Regions from separate parts of the Mus musculus genome. Here region 1 is linked to region 2. A link is a contact called in public HiChIP or PLAC-seq data. All regions are on one chromosome and are shown on one strand. The core of a region is the stretch at or near the end of the contact, and the rest is flanking DNA. Distances in the headings are between cores, read along the strand shown.

Region 1 (5,202 bases), core at 405-2,904, 48 kb after region 2:
AGCAGAAAGTGCCTTTACTACCAGAGCTGTCTCACCTCAGGCCCTCAAAAATCGGAACTGAGCATATCCAGGCTTTAGTTTGTGATCTTGGTTTCTTTTCTTTTAGTGACTGTACTGGCTAGTTTTGTGTCAACTTGACACAGGCTGGAGTTATCACAGAGAAAGGAGCTTCAGTTGAGGAAATGCCTCCATGAGATACATTTGTAAGGCACTCTCTCAATTAGTGATCAAGGGGTCCCTTGTGGGTGGGATCATCTCTGGGCTTGTAGTCTTGGTTCTATAAGAGAGCAGGCTGAGCAAGCCAGGGGAAGCAAGCCAGTAAAGAACATCCCTCCATGGCCTCTGCATCAGCTCCTGTTTTCTGACCTGCTTGAGTTCCAGTCCTGACTTCCCTGGTGATGAACAGCAGTATGGAAGTGTAAGCTGAATAAACCTTTTCCTCCCCAACTTGCTTCTTGGTCATGATGTTTGTGCAGGAATAGAAACCCTGATTAAGACAGTGACTCACTGAGTTTAATTAGGGTTCCAAACATGAGCATGGGTGTTAGGCTCTTTACTGGAAGAAAATAGATGGCATCTCTCAGCAGCCATTCATTTCCAATAATCTCCTCACTACTGGCTCATACGCCCTTCCTGCCCTGGTATGCTAGAATATTGATTGACAGGCTCCATCGTGTGTAGGTCTTGCTGTGAATTCATGAATGAACAGCCAGGTCAACCATATTATGTTCGGAAGACAGCATCTTACGGGTGTTCATACCAGTGTCCCATGCTCAGCCCTATTTATTCTCAGGACTTTCACCAGTTTTGAGGGTCTGAATTAATCACTAGCTATTGAATTAATCACTGTCTAATATGTCTATTGCCTATCACCTTCTATGATCAAGGTGGAGTTGTTCAGCAGTCTTCACGGAGGAGTCCAGACATAGATTCATTGTCACCGAGCTAAAGGCATATAGTATAAAGTGAAGTCATTTGTCTCTTTCAACAGTTGCAAGTTGGACCAGCAATTCCCACGGGCAGGAGATGTGTAGGTGATTCAGTGCAGAGAAGACGAATTCATCAACCCCACAAAGGACTGACAATTTCTGTCAGATTCCTAAATACAAAACCTAAGTTCAAGGAGGAGAAAGATTACTGTACTTTATTTATCAAGGGAACACAGCAGACGCTGACCATGCCTCTCCTTATCGCTCTTTCTACACTCCTTATGGCAGGTTGCCTTTATCTGCTTTAGAAATGTCCTTCCCCTTGGACAGCTGTCAAGTCAACTCGCTTCCTTTCACCACCCACTTCTTCCTCTTTGCTAACCTCCGGATTCTCTGCCCTGGGTGCTGACAGGAATTATCTATCGGGTTCCAGCTAGGTTTGGCTCACTGGGCTCCGAGGCTGCAGAGCTGGTGTTCCGAGTGGACTCGCGGCAGGGACAGTCCCGGTAGGTTTTGGGCAGCGCCATCCACTGTGTGCCGGCGGTACGCGGCGCGATCAGTCATGTCCGCAAGCATCCGAGCGCCCATTGGCGAGGAGAAAGTGTTCTTTCCTCCTAGGTGCTGGAGGCGCAACCCCGGGTAGTGAAATCCAGGACACAAACAGCCCCGCCCACCACACAGTTCCTGTCACGTGCCCTCGCAACGTCCAATCAGCGCCCCGAAGCTCCGGGCTTGTGATTCAAACTGCGGCGCGGCGAGCTCCGTCTGGAGTCCCCGCCGGCGTTGCCCCGCGACTGCTGCGCGTTGGCAATGGAGCACCGCGTAGTGGGACCCGGGCCGTACCGGGCCACCAGGCTGGTGAGTGAGAGTGGGGCCGAGCCGACCCCGCGCCGCTGTCACCGCCAAGACTCGGGCAGTGTGCAGTCGCTCGGGGGTTGCCGGTGCTGGTGGTCGTGTGCCTGCTCCGGTCGCTGCTGCACACTCTGTCCCACAGCGGGCAGACGAGGCCCGGAGTCAGCCCTACCAAGGTGGCATGAACTACTTCTGCCGCCGGTAGTTGGATGCTCGGCTTTGGACGGCGCCTTCAGCCTTAACGGGGAACCGAACCTCAGGCGATCGCGTTCCCCTTTGTCCTAGGGACCTACTCTAGCTTCCAGGGCAAGATCGACCGTGGGTGGAGCCATAGGACCACCTATGGGGGTAGCTCTTGCGGACTGCGGTGCTCCAGGCAGGGCGTGACTCCTTCCTGAGTGACACTGTTGACACTTGACAAGTGTTCTTTGTAACGGTGCACTGCACGGAGGTGGATTGCCCCTCTAAGGTTCCTGCCCCCGGAGTTTCAGTTGTCAGCACCTACTTCAAGTAGCGGATCAGCTCTGATAGGTGATCTAAAAGCTTTGCTGATGCACCAGGGTAAGGGTCTTTCTTGTGGAAACAAGTTTTGCCACTCAGAAACTTATTTCTAGGAGGAAGTACTTTTACTGACTTCTCCCTCAAACGGATTAGGACAATGGAATAGACAGAAGGTTTTAGAGGACTTTGAGTTTTGTCTGTGAAGACTCATAGCTGCATTGCCTTGCAATAAAGTCTCACCTGCTCTCTACTCTGGAAAAGGTGGGGATGAATATCCAAACTCATGTTTTAGACTCATATGCTAGAGATGTAGTTTTCTTTCTTTCCAGAGCCAGGTAGTCTGTGTTCTGCGGAGTCAAGCCACCTTCTACAGATGGGAAGTTAGGTTTCAGGCTGCTAGACCTTTGTTTTATTAGACTTATGGGACGCGTGGAGAATCAAATAAAGATTATGAATCTTCACACAAAAGATCACATGGCACATGTAAAGTTTCCCCTAAGATTTTAGGGTCTGTGGTCTTGTTTCATTTGGCTGAAAACAACACATATTTGCATAGGGTCATTGGTCTGGGCTGGACTCATGTCAGCGGTTCTTCCAATGGAAATCATTCATGTGTCACTATCTGGTGATTTGACTGGCACTGGGTGGTGTCACGTGGTACCCTGGTCTTCAGTGTTGGTTGAACCAAGTTTTGACAGGTTTGCTCAGATTCTTCATAAAGTGGGCTCATGGTATCATGACATTTTGTTCACACATCATTGGCCAAAGCAAATGAAATGGCTGAGTCTATAATCTAGACATTCATTTTTATTAAAAAGAAAGCATTTTCAGGTTGCCAGCCTTGTGTGGCAAGGATCTTTACCCACTGAGCCACCTTGAAGGCCCCTTTTCTACGTTTTAGCATGGAGAGGTGGTAAAAGCCACATGGCTAAGGTGCCTGTGAAGAGGCTAGGAGACCTCGTTGTGTAATCCACAGAACCCCCAGAATGGTCCCATTTATTTTAAGAGAGGGTGAAATGAATAGTGGATGTAGGTTTTCTTTAGGGCTCATTTCTAAGAGGTATGAACGGCGACAAGATAAAGAGAGTCTCAGAAATGGTGTATTCATAATTGCATCCTCAGAAGGGGCTCTACCGTGTAAACTACTTGGGGTCATGGCTACTGTTAGTTCTGACTTGAGGGAAGATAGGGGTTGTTCTGTTTTAATGACTTTTGCAAACTATAATGGCAGTCCTCCCTTATCTGGAAAGGAAATGTTGCAAGAACCCCAGTATGGTTGGTTTGAATAAGATTGGCCCTCATAGGCTCATATATTTAAATGCCTCTGTTCCCAGGGAGTGGAACTGTTTGAAAAGATTACAAGGATGGGGAGGTGTGGCCTTGTTGGAGGAAGTGTGTCACTGGGGTTCCGTTTTGAGGTTTGAAAGCCCATGCTAAGCCAAGAGTCTCTGTCTTAGTCTGTGTATCAGGATTTAACTTTTAGCTGTTTCTCCAGTGCCTGCTCGCTCCCTATCATGATGATAATGGTTGAAGCCCCCAATTAAATGTTTTTCTATAGAAGGGATGCCTTGGGTCATGGTGTTTCTTCACAGCAATAGAACAGTGACCAAGACACACAGAAACTGCTTAAAAGTATGATAGCACTAGATCCCATATGTATTATATACAGTATATGTTTTTTGTACATATACCCATGATGGTTTAATTTGTAAATTAATACACTGAGGGATTAACAACAGCAATAATGAAAATATATCCTACTAAAGTTCACTGCAATACTTTGGAGCTATTGGTCATTAAAATATAAAGATTACTTGACCACGCACACTGTGAAACCTCACCAATTGGCCTGATAACCTAAATACCATTAAGTGACTCCTGTGTGAGTGGCGTACTTGGTGTGGACACCGTGAGCACTGAGCTCATTCACATACTTGATGGCATGAAGCAACATCGCTGTGCTTCCCAGAGCTGCATGCAGCCGAAAACTTCGGAACTGTAAACGTTTGGAATTTTCTCTTATGCAGGTTCCTGTTTATTGTGGGTAACTGAAATTTTGGATCCGCGTTGACTATTATATCTTCCCTTGTGAGACCATGAAAGGCAGCTAGGTTTAAAGCCCGGAGATCCAGCAGATTAATCTGCAATGGATGGAGGGAAGTTTGCCACACGCTCCTAGGCCCTAGGCTCCTGACACGAGGCCCCAGCTCCATAATTCTGTGGCCATCAGTTATGTAGGGCAAAGCCCAAAGTCCCTGGTATTCTGTCTGGACTCCACCCCCACAGTTACCTGGCAATAGCCAGGTAGGCCGGCCCACTATAAAGGGGCTGCTTGCCCCCTCCTCCCTCTCTTACTCTCTTATTCCTGCTTCCTACTTGCTTCTCTCTTGCCCTTTACCCACTCTCTCCACATGGCTATGGCCGACCTCTACTTCTCTACTTACGCCCCCTCTCTGCCTCTACTCCATGACAATAAACGGCTTAAAACCATGGGCTGCCTCTTCTCATCGGGATCTGCCATGCTGGAGCAATGGAGCAGGTCTTCCCCTAATGAGCTGCGTGCCTAACCTTCCTGTGGGAGCCCTCCCTGTGTTCTCAGGCACAGTGACCAAGCCAAGCAGCCCTCCGCAGCAAGCCAGAGACTCTCTTCTCCCCGCAAGAACTTGCTGGAGTTCTCTCCCCCTGCCCTTTTCCCTTTGGCCCTGGGATAGAGCCAGCCTGCCGGCCCACACCCGGTTCTCAGCTCTTTTGCAACACCGAGTGGCATCTGCAACATTTTGCAACACCAGGTGTCCAAGAGCCTGAGAATCTGCCGTCCTAGGCCTTCATGCAGGCCTGGGGACTCCAAGCCAGTGCCAGCAGTTCCGCTGGGATCCCAGGCTGCACTTACCACCCCCTTGCATTCCACCTCGCCCTGCGG
Region 2 (4,859 bases), core at 427-2,926:
GGTTTTATTTGTTTCCTTTTATTGTTTTTGAGACTGGCTGATGCTCGGCTGTAGTTGACTTGAATTTCTGGTTCACCCATCCCCATTTCCCAAGTGCTGGGATCTTTGTGTGCAGTACCACATTGGGCTTAACAGGGAGGGTGCAGTCTTCAGTCTGTGACACAACTCCTCCTGAGTGGCTTCTCCAGAGGCTCCCCTTCCAGTTCTGCTGACTAATACCTCTTACCCTTTGAGACATAAAGGGGACGACTGCCCCATTGTTTTTAGCTCAGGGGAGCCTCACTGCTCTTAGGGGTTTCTCCTGTCACCCCTCTTAAAGATGCTGGTGATTTTTGCAATGGTGTGCTGTCAGCACCGAGATAAATAAAGGTTGCTTCCTGGGCTAAGTGGTTGTGTACTTACCTGTTATCTTTCTCTTAGATCCGAGAGTTGAAGACTATCTCCTCATGTCCTCGCCTCTGCCACAAACCATCATCCTGGGCCTCTATGTCTATTTTGTTACGTCTCTGGGACCAAAGCTCATGGAGAACCGGAAGCCCTTTGAACTCAAGAAAGCGATGATAACGTACAATTTTTTCATAGTACTGTTTTCTGTGTATATGTGTTATGAGGCAAGTGTCTTCAGTATTCCTAAATGGGAAAAGTTTGCCTTAGTCTTCTGTTATATGTTTGTATGTTCTTGTTATGACCGTCGAGTACCCCTGTCCTGAGAATCGAGGAATTAAGAAACTAAGCAGGTGTTTACTACAACAAAAACACCAAAATTGTTATGTCTAGATGAAATAAACCTGAGGCCCTCTGGACAGTTTCCATCATGGAGAGTGAGGGAAAAGAAAACAACATTTAGTTCAGAGATTTGCACATGAGAAACGCTGGTTTTGAGGCAACTCACACACAGAGAAAAGAATTAATGAACACAGAGTGACAGCTGGTAAGCAGAGACCTGATCCTGGAATGCACGCAGCTCCAGGGCTGGGAGCTCACTTGGCTGTTTAGTTTTTACAGGCTTTGAGGCCAAAAAGGGCACAACTTATTCCAAGTCATAAGTGGTAAAGCCCTGACCCTTGTTATAAGATAAACAGGAACCTTCCAGAACGCAGCAGATATTGTCCATTGACTTTCTGCCCCTCTGCTCATCACATGTCTCCGCTGCCTCACATACCTGAGTCTCTAGGGTTCTTTGTTGTGCTTGCTCATACTGGGGGTTTGTGAGGAGTCCTGGTGGCCTTGCTGGCCTCTGTGACACCCACCTCCTTCCTGCTACAGATTGCATAACTCTAGCTTCCCTCTGCTGCTGGTCACTTCTTTGTTTCTAGCGCTAACCCACAGATAACTGCTCTTTGTCCTTTCTAGACCATGGACAGGTTCCTCGCGCGTTTGCAGAGAGAGAGGATATGCATGTGAGAGAGGTGAAGACATGCTTCGAAGCAGGAACCTAGGCTCCTTCATCTTACCTGTAACTCTATATCCTAGGCCTCAGTTCTCTTATGCTGTAATGACAGGATGGAGCCAGTTTTCCCTGGATCCTGTTGTATTCTAGTTTTCTCAATTCTGTCTCTGACAGTTGTCATTGTTTGTGATGACCCCAAATTATATTTCTCAGGCTTGAAAAGAATCCAGTAGTAACCAGTTAGTTTTGGTTCCTGCTTTGTGAATTACAACATAGAAGAGGGTTTTTTTTTTTTTTTTTAAACTGAATCAGAGAGTTCCTGTCTTCACTAATACCTGAGTTATGGTTTCAGGATATACTGCCTGCTGAACATGAACCACAAACGTTTTCTTTACGAGCTTAAAGATAATAACTGTCATAACCTCCATAGATTATTGGTATGTTCTTAAACTCTATATTAGGATGATGCTAAGTCCACTCTGTTCAAACGGAGACTAAATAACTAGGGCATTATAGACACAGGCACAGTTTATGATGTGGAGCAAAATTTTGTCAGGGTTTCAGAGTAATATATATAAATATATATGTTTGGCCAAATAGAGGAGCAAGGAATCATGTCATCGTGAAGGATTCATCTGTCTTCTTGTGATTGAGTTTGCTAGCAACGTGGCACAAGTCAGACCCTAATGAAGATGGAGTGGGTGAGACCCACACAGGACCAACACACACAATTTCTCTCTTTTAGCCTTTTTTGTGTCAGGGTAAGGTGGCCAATCAGTCATCGACGTTAAGTAAATAGTTCCTGCTGTTAGAGCGATGGTTCTCAGCCCTCCTAATGCTGCGACCCTTTAATACAGTTCTTCCTGTAGTGGTGACTCCAACCATAACATTGTTTCCTTGCTACTTCCTAACTGTAGTTTTGCTGCTGCTGTGAATCTTAATGTAACATATCCGATATGCAGGATATCTGATCTTTGACCACCACGAAAGGGCCGTTCAACCCCCAAAGGGGTTGTGACCCACAGGTTAAGAACCCCTTGGCTAGAGTGTCATTTCTATCAGTTGAACTGAGTCTGAGCAGAGCAGAAAATGGCATCGTTCACTGACTTGAGAATTTTGAGAAACAGAATTCACTGTTTCTGTCAAATTCCTTTCGTTGCTTTGAAAAGATCTGATGACTTGATTTTTAAGGTGTTTCTTAAAGCAGGAAATGCATGTCCTATACTGTCCCGAGTCCCAGTGTTCCAGAGGTGATGTTATATTACAGAGTAGAGTTGAGAACAGGGATGGGGTGCATTTTAAAAACAACCTCTTGTTCTTTCCCACTTCTTCCTTCTCTATGCATATTAAAATACCATTTTGGCTGATCTCTGATGCCGGGAGACCTGTTCTCAAATCCCTTAGGAGGCTGAGACAATAGAGTCCTGAGTTTGAGGCTAGCCTGGGTTACATAGCAAAACCAAGTCTCAAAAAAATCAACATACAAAAGCCTCAATAAAGCTGTTAACTGTGTATTTTTATATTGGAAAGTTATCTCTTTAGCTAACTAGTGATGAAACTATAAATATAATGTTTGCTTCAGAAGCCAAAAGTTACATAAACCTCATAGTGAGTGAGATGTTCCAAGCCAGCTGTTGACCAGTTGCTGAGGAATAAATGACACTTGGCAAAGAAGAGACTGTTATTGTCCCTACCCCGGATCAGCCCAATCATGTGTATCAATTAAAATCAAGTACTTGGCTTTCATTTGTAGCTACTGTTTTAAAAGATCTTCCCACCATCAAACTAAAAGAATGTCACTAGGGTCTTTGAATTAGTGTTCAGACTTACCAACAATAGGCTTTTATTTTTAACACCCGTAGAAGGTCACTTGGTGGGTGTGTTGGAATGACAGTCTGCCAGATTATACTTCAGTTAGTAACAAAAGCATTGTCTTCCCTTAGTTGTCTTGTGAATTCAAAATACAGCTGGTATCAGACCTGTGTATGGTCTGTTTTTATGTTAAAGGCGGAGAGGGCATCAGAGCCAAGCACTGCCCCTTCCTGGGTACTTGCCAGTGCCCATGGTTACCCTGTTGGCAGGTTTTTGTTTGTGTAACACTTTAATCGACTAATTGGGAAAAGTTGAAATGTTCAGAAAATCCAGACTCAAGGGTCAGGCACTGAAAGTGCATGAACACCCATAGGTAGTAGATATAGGCAATATTTGGTATCTAAGCAGAATGTACCCCGGGTTTTGTCCTTCACTATTTTAAAGGAATCCTCCCAAGAAGTGGAAAAGTTAGAATAGAGTTCATATAAACGGTATGTGCATCTGTGGCTTTGAGAAGGCCTGATGCCAAGCTTCTCCCCGAAGCGTGTTTGGTTTGTCCTGGTTCTCGCTGCCTCTTCCCCTGCCCTGCCTGCTTGCTCAGCTGGTCATGCACCAAGGTGCGGTCCCAATTGTCTCTTTTATATCCTTGTTTCTCTTCCAGTTTGTGATGTCTGGCTGGGGTACAGGTTACTCGTTTCGATGTGACATTGTTGACTATTCTCAGTCGCCAAGAGCAATGAGGGTAAGTTTCTCTTTGGGAACATCTGTAGCTCAAAATCATGGTGAAAACCCCTTGGACTCTGCAATACTGGATATGAACTAGGAATTAGTGAATGACTCAATAATCAGATTATATGAGTTGGGAGAAAAAACCATAATTATGAGAAAGAACTTCAGAAAGCAGTAAAGGATGCAGTTAGTGCTGTTTAAATTTCTTGGGTTTCAATACTTATCTGATCTCTAAAAGATGCAAAATAGAATTTTCATAAGATTTAGGAATTCCACTTCTGGCTTTGAAGTCCAGGATTTCAGGAGATATCTGTATACTCAAGATGTCAACACCATTATATATGATGGCCAAATATAGAAGCAACCAAAATGTCCATAAGTGGTAAACGGCTAAACAAAATCTCTCTCTCTCACACACACACACACACACATACACACACACCCCACTAGAATATTATTCAATCTATAAAGGGTGCGACTTATAAGAGTCTTGAGGACATTGTGCTAAGTAGTATATTTCTGTTACAAGAGGACAAACACTACATGATTCAGATTATATATGGTACCCCAAATCGTCACATGCACAGAACAAAGGTAGAAGGGTGGTTGGGCTGGAAGAAGGAAATGGGAAATTAATTTTGAATGAGTATAGATTTCCCCTTTTTCAAGATGGAGGAGTCCTGTGGATGGATATGTAATGGTTGTAGCGAGATGTAAATAAATCAAAGCCATAAAACTAGACCTTAGAAAAGCAGGTAGGATGACGTTTTGTTATGTGGGTTTTTTGTTTTTGTTGTTGTTTTGTTTTTTGAGACAGGGTTTCTCAGTGGAATAGCCCTGGCTGTCCTGGACTCACTTTGTAGACCAAGCTGGCTTCAAACTCAAAGAGATCTGCCTATCTCTGCCTCCCCAGTGCTGGGATTAAAGG

What was found. HiChIP or PLAC-seq counts read pairs in DNA pulled down with a chosen protein or histone mark.
Region 1: a contact with region 2 is called in an H3K4me3 HiChIP or PLAC-seq map of bone marrow-derived macrophages, with 2.7 times the contacts expected there. The contact joins the promoter of Depdc1b here to the enhancer-like site in region 2. A contact is called at or near these places in 11 of 484 Hi-C or Micro-C datasets (CD4 T cells, CD8 T cells, LSK cells and 8 more), 6 of 115 datasets of contacts at active chromatin or transcription factors (the HPC-7 cell line, bone marrow-derived macrophages, embryonic stem cells and 1 more) and 1 of 9 other capture datasets (macrophages).

What each region holds. Positions count from the first base shown.
Region 1 is chr13:108,314,683-108,319,884 of GRCm38.p6, forward strand. It overlaps Depdc1b (DEP domain containing 1B), which reads left to right and starts at 1,655. Exons shown (of 11, transcript NM_178683.4): 1 at 1,655-1,787. The coding sequence starts at 1,740.
Region 2 is chr13:108,266,770-108,271,628 of GRCm38.p6, forward strand. It overlaps Elovl7 (ELOVL family member 7, elongation of long chain fatty acids (yeast)), which reads left to right. Exons shown (of 8, transcript NM_029001.5): 3 at 421-611; 4 at 3,864-3,944. Among named protein-coding and RNA genes, the nearest start is that of Depdc1b, 47 kb to the right of the region's middle. Within about 2 kb of position 1,677, at least 28 of the 459 cell types and tissues checked have an H3K27ac peak or open chromatin away from gene starts, as enhancers often do. A contact at or near this core is called in LSK cells, bone marrow-derived dendritic cells, bone marrow-derived macrophages and 1 more, where this site is marked.